Regions from separate parts of the Triticum aestivum genome. Here region 2 is linked to region 1. The links are chromatin contacts, called in public Hi-C maps. All regions are on one chromosome and are shown on one strand. Each heading gives the region's core, a stretch centred on a gene start, on an enhancer-like site or on the middle of the called end of the contact. The rest is flanking DNA. Distances are from core to core; before and after follow the strand shown.

Region 1 (4,831 bases), core at 699-3,198:
ATTAGAGGAGAGATTCTTTCCTTTTTATGGAGGGCTAAAGACGGAATTAAAAGAAAGAAAGAAACGCACCTTACATTGTGAAAAAAAATCGACAAACATAGACCTTATATAAAGGAACGGAGGGAGTATTTTCTAGTTTCCCTCATACGGCATAACTATTGTCCTCTAAACTCCATGGGTTTCTCATATTAAGTTAAAAGAGACAATAGCCATTGTATGTTCTATCATTTTCTTCTTATTTTCTTATTGAGTTTGAAGGAGTTTTAACGAAATGTCGCACCACAAAGTTTTTAGAGGAGCCTTGATTTCGCACAATGATGTTTATAAAGATAGCATAGACTAGGGGCGAGAGTGTGGTCATGGCTTAATTAAGCCATGTGTTAATTAATTATAATCTCCCCTGTCCCTATTCATTATGCATGTTTTTTTTTTTGCGAATGCACTATGCAACGATTCACTCGGTTCATTCCAGTTCCAGGCCATCGTGTTCGTATGATGCTGCATCCCCTTTAGGCCTATCATCTATACTCGAGAAGGACATTCAGGGCGCCGGGAAGGGCAGGGGCAGCCATGGATGATTTTCTCCATCATAGTCAAACATATCAAATTTTGGTAGTCTGATGGCATGTTGTAGTATCCGAACAATGTAGCATCGTTTACGTTGTTGCATGGGTTTGTAAGAATTTGAGATATGCTAATTGAGGTGTTCGATTGTGAGATTGGAGTTTTGAGGCTTGATCGGTTAGTGTCCGCGGACGCGAGAGCGTTTGAGGGGTCGGATTTCCAAAGTCCGGCTGTAGATGCTCTAAAGGGACTAATTAGGACCAAAATAAACAGTACTGTATGCACTTGTAATAGTTAATAATCAGCAGTACCATTACACCAGGAACGAATTACTAGACAGAGTTACAACAAAAAAAAGGAATTACTAGACAGTGGAAGTGCTGGTAGCTTCTGAATCTGACGAGGGAAAGGGAAAGGAAGTGACAGTAGTGTACTATAAACACACGAAGAGTTCACCGGAATGGGCACGGCGACGCAACGGAGCCCAACACCTCACCTCCAAAAGGTGACGGCGGGCAGGAGCAGCGCGACGATGACGACGGCGTAGACGCTTGACGCGCCGCGGCTCCTGCTGCCCCCCGAGAGGTAGAAGTAGTAGTACGGGTTCGCCGAGGACGACGGCGGGGACGGCGGCGACGAGACGTGCGAGGACGGAGCCGAGGGAGAGGAAGACGACGAAGACCCGCCGCTGCTCTTCGGTGGAGTCGGCGACGGCGTGGACGGGGGCGGCTCAGTCGACGATGACGACGGGGGCGGCGGGAGCAGCAGAGTCAGATATGGCGGTGGGGGCGTGGACAGCGGGAGGATCGACGTCGATGGCGAGGGAGGCGACGGTGTTGACGGTGACAATGACGGCGAGGGAGACGGTGTTGACGATGACGATGACGGGGAAGGAGGAGCTGGCGGCGGCGACGTGCACACCGTGGGGCACGTCCCGCACTCGCTGATGCACAGCAGGCTCGCCTCCGGCCCTCCCGCCGCCGGCTGGCCCTGATCACCTCCGGCGACAGCCAGCTGGGCACCACAACACGCCACCAGGACGATCACCGCCACCATCGCCACCGCTCTTGGTCCCTCCATTGCCACCCTGACAGACTGCTCTCATGAGCTTGCTTGGTGCCGGTGGGGGAATGAGATTCCTGCGATCGGCTGCCTGTGGGCCGGAGCTGCCGATTTATAAGCCAAGAAGTGCAGTGCAGGAGAAGATGTGCGAAACTTCAGGTGCAAGCTGGGAGAGAATATGAGAAGCAGGGTGTAAAGAGAAGATGCTCCTCTCCTGGATTGGCACCAAACAAGTGATCCGTCTCAAGAAATCGGCCACCGTAATATATGTTTGTGACTGATACCTTGTCTCATGGAGCTCAAAAGTGCTAGGAAACTTTTGTAAGATAAGAGTGCCAGGGTTGGTAGATTGAGAAGTGCATGTGTAATGGTTTGCAGAGTGCAAGGCAGGTAAAGCATCTGCAGAAGCCTGGTTGGTTGGAGAAAGAACTCGGGTGAGTTGCTACTCTATTATGGCCTCAAAAGGTTCCGCAGCAGTTCCACAGGAAACTGTTGAATTACAGCAAGAACTGGGAAAAGGATAACCCGCCTTTCAAACAGGGGTTTGAGATGAAAGGAAAAATGTTGGCAGGATGTCCTTCAATCATCTTACATAGAGGAGGAAATACAGCTAAGGGAAAGCATAATTACATTGGGCATGCTCATGTGAGGAAGCAAGGCTTACTGACTACTCCCTCCGTCCGGAAATACTTGTCATCAAAATGAATAAAAGGGGATGTATCTAGATGTATTTTAGTTCTAGATACATCTTTTTTTTTGTCCATTTTGATGACAAGTATTTTCGGACGGAGGGAGTATAATCTAGAGCTACTGTAAGGATGTAACACACCACAAACATGTGACGGAAAATCTGAATATCTGCATTGATTTCCTATCCCCCCAGAGGATTTTCAATTCGACACTCTTTACAGGCAAACCATGTCAATAAACAACCGACAATGGAGTACACGGAACACTTGTACAAAAGGCTAACCCTGGAAGGAAAACTTTTGCCAGCCTTTCACTCTTACCAGTTATACTTTAAACGCCCCTCCCTCGGCTGGGAAGCAAAGTATCAAAAGTACAGTCATGGACATCACTAGTCTGTTTCCGCATCTTCTGTTGTTGTAGCTGACTTGAGTTTTTGGCTCACAAACTGCCCTTTGATTCTTGGTCTTTGCTCCGCAAGCTTCTTCCTGCTGTGATATCTGACCTGTAGAGCGAAAGGTAAACAGATAAAAGGGAATAACTGTAAGAAAAACCAAGTGTTTGCGGAAAAGAATATATAAGTGCGCATACATGATTTGTGAATTTGAAGACTATTTAGGTTTGTCAAACAGAATACCTTCTTCTCGAAGCATCTATCTTTCCTTTTCATGCGGAATTTCATCAAGGCAGCTTCACGACGAGACCGATCACTATCCAGTCCGTTGTAACCAAAGTTCTGGATGCCACTCTCGTTGCCGCTTTCTGGGGCAATTATTGTGTTGGTGTTTGTATCAGTTTCACCGCTCACAGTCCATCCACGGATATCCTGGCTACAACTAGCAGTCTGGTTATTGCGCTCTGCATGAGCTCTCAACAAGTCAATAGGTTCTCCTGATTCTTGGAGAATTTGTCTTGAATGATGCAACCGCTGATTTTCTTCTAGCTGTCTGTGTTCATCAATCTCTGACGGTTTACCAAGATTTTGATGGTAACTAGAATGATATGCATGCTGAATTCCCATCTGGTTGATGCCAGATGGATCACATTGCATAAAAGGAGGCTGTGTGTAGTATATCGGTGGCATAATTGCACTGTACTGGTACGGTATAGCAGCACCAACAGAAAGTGGAACAGGTATAAAGCCATACGGAGGATGACCGAAATTGTCCTTTCTAGGGGAGGAACTGCTTGTGCCAGCATCTTCTCTTGCACTGCTTGAAGACGGGATGGCAGGACCCACTGTGCAACTGTCCAAAGGAGCCTGAGCTTGCATTGTAATCTTGCATGTATTGTGTTCATGTGAGGGCAAAGTTCCACTAGACTGAACATTCTTGTCATAAACAGATTCTTGATGAGTTAAGTGGACAGAGGGAAGAGACAGTTGCTTAGCTGATGGCTCTATTCTTTTATTACCATACCTGTCATGTTGCAAAGCATGTGAGAGCATGCATAATAGAACTAACCAGTGTTGCTCAGGGTATATGTGCAAGCAATTGCTAATATCAACCTCAGGGTCTAAAATATGAAAACAGTGTTCTCAATGAAATAAATGACCATTCCAAGCCAAAATTATTTGGATCAAAATTTAAAAATAATGAACATGTAACTACCTTGAAAAGGCTGAAGAATTTGAGTGATTAAAATTATCCTTATCCCTCAGTTCTTGGTTCACATGACCATCAGAACGTTGTTGCTTTCCTAAGTTGACATCCAGCAAGTGAGAGGGGCAAGACTGGGGATGGCCGATCGCAGCACCCTTTGAATTTTCATGAAGGGTATTTTCCATGACAGGCTTGACAGCGTTATTCTTTGTGACTGGAGATTTGCATTTTTTGCTAGTTGTTGGTTGGCCAGTAGCCATTAGATCTTTGCCAGGATCACTTGGACGACATGAACTTGCATCAGCAATCCTCATAGCGTTGTCCATTATCTGTCCAGCAACCTTTGCAGAAGTAATGCCATGAAGATACTTGGAAAACACATTCTTCTCAGCTGAAAACACTTGCAGCTTACTGGTGCCGCATGCATTTCCACTTGGAGCATCTACACAACACCAGGTAAAATCACACTTATTAGATGTGCAATTTACACACTAGATGGCCAATAAACCGAGCACAAGAACATCAAATAACAGAGAAGCATATGTAGGTTTCATACCATCAGTACCCTTTAATGCAAGTGCCTTTGTGTTCATTCTATCAAAAGGCCCATTCTGAATTTTTAGTTCTCTGGATGAGCTTGCCCCATTATGTGTCGCAATCTCCGGTAATTTCTCAACACTCTCAATTTCAGTCTCCCTTTTGCTTCCAGAGCTCTGATAATCATGTCAGAAGCATGTCCATAGGATTTTAGGTGCAGAAGAAGGCCAATAATTAAAAAGAGTAACCAGAACTTTAAAGATCAGTTATGATAAACTAAGGTTTCAGTAAAAAGTGCTGGCTACAGTTAACTGGTAGTGACAAAAACAAAAAGACATAAAAAAACAGTGTCATTGTTTGCTTCAGATTTCAATTTCACT
Region 2 (4,831 bases), core at 1,383-3,882, 340 kb after region 1:
CCAAATTGGGTTCAATTTTGATTTGTCAAATTTGAATTTATTTAGAACTGAATATGAACCTCTTTTTAGTTATAACTTGCAAACCTTTGACCTAATTGCAATTATTCTTTTTGCATATTGATCTTACAATGAACCTCGCCCATTAGACATCATACACCCACATTTCAAAGAAAATTATACTCCATCCGATCCACAATGTAGTGCCTATAGATTTTTCCAAAAGTCAAACATTACAAACTTTGACCATATTTATGGAGAAAAGTAGGTACATCTTGAATACCAAATGCACATCATTGGATACATCATAAGTTATATTTTCGGAATGTATATGTTTGGTATTGTAGGTGTAGAGAGTTTCCTCTATACACTTGGTCAAAGTTGACAAAGTTTGACTTTCAGAAAAATCTATAGGCACTACATTGTGGAATGGAGGGAGTATGTTAGTTCAAATCCTATTTTAATTTGAACTTCAATTGTCCATAACTTTCAAAGAACCTACCCAATTCAATAGGATCTTTTGATCCTAAACACTTGCATCACATACTCTATGTTCATGTTTACGTTCAAGAATGAACTTTCGACTAGGCGTGTCCTTTGGCGCGTGGTAAGAGGTGAGTAGGATGGGGTGTATATGGCTTCTGACCATCGTTGGGCAGATCTTGCATGTCGTCATTGGGCGGATCTTATCCGTCGTCGTTGTTTCTTCTTGCCATATTTGCCGCTTTCTGGTGCATCCAACACTCTCTCTTGGAGTGGTTGTTTGAGGGTTTCTCCCCGCTTTATATATAAAGCAACAATGAATCAAGTACACGGGCCGAATGATACAAGATGGTGGAATAGTCTTCAAACAATGCCGATCTCAAGATAGCCGAAACAAGCAAGACACGCGACTATAAAGAGCACAGGAAGGACTGATTACAACGCCACGCTACGCCCTATGACACCTAAGCTCCTCGACAACGCCCCCGGGAGGGAGAATGACGCAAAGGTTTGCCACTACCGAGTCCACCATGATTGCAGTGAGAATAATAAAGAGCTTAAAAGTAAAGACATAAATAAAACAAGTGAAAGTATACAGTTTGTTGTCAGCAATGAAGAGGTTAGACACGTAGAAACTTCAGATCATGGTGTACATCAAGTGTGCCAAAGCGACAGTAATACCAGTCACCTTGTATTGTGATTCTAGCGCATAGGTTATTTTTCCTGTAGGCAGCTCATACTTGAATGGTCGAACTCCTTCATGCCAAAATCGTTCTCCCCTATTGTCCTGCATCAACGTTGCCATAGCATGGTTGTCTCTGCAATTAAGGTCCTAAGATACCAACACATATCACCTGAAAGTCACGAATTCACTAAACAATATGTTTTACATGCGTAGGTTTTCGAATCATGTTGCATGTGCTCTTAAATTGGACAAGACACAGTATGCTTGCCACAGATAAACAACTTACTCATCAATCATAGAACTATTATCACACATGACGACATATAGAATAGGCACAAAGTGAATCTCGTCAATCCCATACATCTCCCACGCCTACGGGGAATTGCTCACATATGAGAGGGAGATAACCAGACCCTCCTTACAAGGAAAAACCCAACTTCTAGTCATGTTGTATTGATGTATAGAGGCGTACAAAGTACATGTGACAATGGAGGGATTCTAACTAAATGTCAGGTGTATCGACTAGCTCAGCCCCGGCTTATAAAGGATACTAGGGCCCTAGTGTTTTCCTAGAGCAAGACTTCTCAAATCTTCTTTCTATAGAGCCCATGACCATCCAAATCAGCCTAGGGGACCTGGGGCGGCCTACTTGGGCTGATAACCAAAGAGGTGAAATACCACATAACACAATCACACACTCCGTTTCTAAGTATAAGTCTTTCTGAAGATTTTAATATGGACTACGTATGGATGTTTATATTTTTTTTGAGCATCAGTACAGACACAAGCGCTCATATACACACACATACACTCACCCCTATGAACGCACACACGCACACCCTACCCCTATGACCACCTCCGAGAGACTGAGCCGGCATATCATCTTGAGATTTACGAAGTCATCGTAGGCGCCTCGTCGTCGACGGGAACGTCTCCTCCCACTAAAAGCGCATCGCCGAAAATCCTGAAATAAATCCAGGAATAATGCGAGCACCAGGATTTGAACCCTGGTGGGTTGGGGATACCACTGTCCACCTAACCAACTCAACCACAGGTTGATTCGTTACGTATGAATGTTTATAGATATACTTAGTATAGATTCATTCATTTTATTTTGTATGTAGTCCATATTAAATCTCTACAAAGACTTATACTCCCTCCGTCTCAAAATAAGACTTGACTTTGTACTATTCTTAGTACAAAGTTGAGTCTTATTTTAAGACGGAGGGAGTATTTAGGAACGGAGGTCAAAAGCGGAAGTTTCAAGCGTCGCCAATTTGAAGCTCCTGAACTGTCTTCACGCTCCAAGTCTGCAAACAAGCAAAGGCTGGTCCTCATGGTTACCCGGTCCACACCGCCACGGCTCTCGGCGCGCCCGAACGACCGGCGCCCGCTAACCACCACTCCCTGGACCCACTCCGTGCACCGAGCCCATCCCCGCCGTCCGGGCGGTCCAGGTCAACACGCGCCCGAATCTCGGAGCGGAGGGAGGCGTTCGAACCATTCTTCTCCTCCTCCCCGCGGCGACACAACCACGTCGTCGCCGACGACCCCGCCCACCGAATCGCGCCTCTCCACCGTTCCCGCCAACCTCAAAGCCTCCGCGGCCCTTCCGGAGGCTTCCAGAAGGATCTCCCTCGGGGACGGCGCGCGTTCGGGGGACCCCCTTCTCGAAGCGCACGCATTTCCCGTCTCCCGCTCGAGATCTCCCAGGCCGGCCTCGGAGCGCGGAGGGGCGCACCGCGTGATCCGCGAGGAGGAGGAGGCTTCGGGGAGGGAAGATGGCGGTGTCGGCGCTTCCGCGGACGATGGACGCGCTGACGCGGCGGGCGACCATGCTGCGCGACTCGCTGCACAAGAGCCAGGGGAACACGGACGGCATGGTCGCCATCCTCGGCTCCTTCGACCACCGCCTCTCCGCGCTCGAGGCCGCCATGCGCCCCACCCAGGTCCCCCCGCGCGTCCCCTCCTCCTCCACATTCCAGTCATCCCCGTTTGATTCGATTTCGCCTCCGCTCGACTGACCTGGTTCGTTTTTCTCTGGTGAAATGAAATGCAGGTGAGGACGCATGCGATCCGGATGGCGCACGAGAACATCGACAAGACGCTCAAGGCCGGCGAAGCCATCCTCGCCCAGTTCGACCTCACCCGTCGGGTACATGAACATCGACCCACCGCAAAATTTTCAAACATTTTACCTGGATGTGTGGCGGTCAATTTGTTACAATCTTTCTTTTTTTTGGAAGACGTCTTGTGGATCTTTCGGGAATTGAAATGTGCCGAATGAGCGCCTGGTGGTTGCAATGATTAAAATTTGTTGCGGTATTTAATATGCGTTGTGTGGGGTATACTACCATGTTAAATGCAATCATCACCGCCGTCATTGAAACAAATATGGTTTTCCTTTATTCCTAATTAAGATAATACCATTCGTACATTTTTGTTCATTGAAACAAATATGGATTTTTGTTGTCTCAACATAGCCGGTCCCAAGCCCGGGTAAAGGAGGAGGGTTGTGATAGGCTTGGCGAGCCAACGCAAAAACTCAGTCACTCTTATGGAGATGAAACCCAAAGCCTACCCCAACTTGTTTGGGACTAAAGGCTTTGTTGTTGTTGTTGGATTTGGAAGATCCGGTGAGTGATATAGTTTGGCACTTTTAGGTCATTAATTTGGGTCACTGTAGATGATTGTTTCATCTCTTATCAAGAGTTGTCATTTCTAGATCATCTTGTTATGTCAAAATGACAGCGATTTCTCGCAGAAAGAGGAGGAATGGAAATGATAGCTATCTGAGCTGATGCGAATATGATTGTTTGCAAAGGCTTTGATTTTTGGGAACTTACTAACTTTGTGTAAAACATTGCTTTCAATCTTTAGGCCGAGGCAACGATATTAAGAGGTCCCCATGAGGATTTGGAGAGCTACTTGGAGGCAGTGGATACGCTGAAAGGAATCTCCCGCTTCTTTTCCTCGAATAAGAACTTCAGAAGCAGTGAAGGAATTCTGAATCACGTCAATGGTCTGTTAGCGAAGTCTTCTCTGAAGATTGAAGAAGAATTTAAGCAGCTGATGGGTACGTACAGGTAAGATAGTCATTCTTATTGCAGACTCATGCCAGAACTACATTCATGTTCATTTCTTATTGTCAGTAAAAAAATGTTGTCTACGATGGTTTATCTGTTCTTTCAGCAAACCAATTGAGCCCGATCGTCTCTTTGATTGTCTACCCAAGTCTCTGCGGCCATCAAAAGACGACGAGGATGAGAATGCTAACCAGTCTGACCATCCATCCAAAGGCTTGGAAACTGCTGTATACAAGACCCCGACACTAGTTCCTCCAAGAATACTGCCACTCATGAATGACATAGCTCAGCAGTTGGTTCAGGCTGGAAATCAACAGTCATGCTACAAAATTTACAGGTAGGTTTGGATTATGGTATCCAAATCTATTTCCTTTTTCTACTTCCTTTCTTGATTTCCGTCCAGTGTCTCCTGACTCCTGAGTTACTAACACCTTGTGCAAAGTCAAGTTAAATTTATCCTCTTTCTTCAGAGAATCCCGTGGTTCAGCACTAGAGTCGAGCCTTCGGAAGCTGGGAGTAGAAAAACTTACTAAAGATGACGTGCAAAAGATGCAATGGGAGGCTTTGGAGGCTAAGATTG

The links. A called contact is a pair of places that touch in the nucleus more often than the background predicts.
Region 2: a contact with region 1 is called in a Hi-C map of leaf, with 5 times the contacts expected there. The contact joins the promoter of LOC123091476 here to the promoter of LOC123091475 in region 1. A contact is called at or near these places in 3 of 5 Hi-C or Micro-C datasets (all in leaf).

What each region holds. Positions count from the first base shown.
Region 1 is chr4B:134,792,271-134,797,101 of IWGSC CS RefSeq v2.1, forward strand. LOC123091475 (proline-rich receptor-like protein kinase PERK2) reads right to left here and starts at 1,949. Exons shown (of 1, transcript XM_044513004.1): 1 at 841-1,949. The coding sequence starts at 1,644. The coding sequence ends at 1,057. LOC123091474 (two-component response regulator-like APRR3) reads right to left here. Exons shown (of 8, transcript XM_044513000.1): 5 at 4,471-4,627; 6 at 3,924-4,356; 7 at 2,951-3,731; 8 at 2,466-2,818. The coding sequence ends at 2,705.
Region 2 is chr4B:135,131,924-135,136,754 of IWGSC CS RefSeq v2.1, forward strand. LOC123091476 (exocyst complex component EXO70A1) reads left to right here and starts at 2,633. Exons shown (of 12, transcript XM_044513005.1): 1 at 2,633-3,114; 2 at 3,225-3,320; 3 at 4,046-4,251; 4 at 4,358-4,588; 5 at 4,722-4,831. The coding sequence starts at 2,947.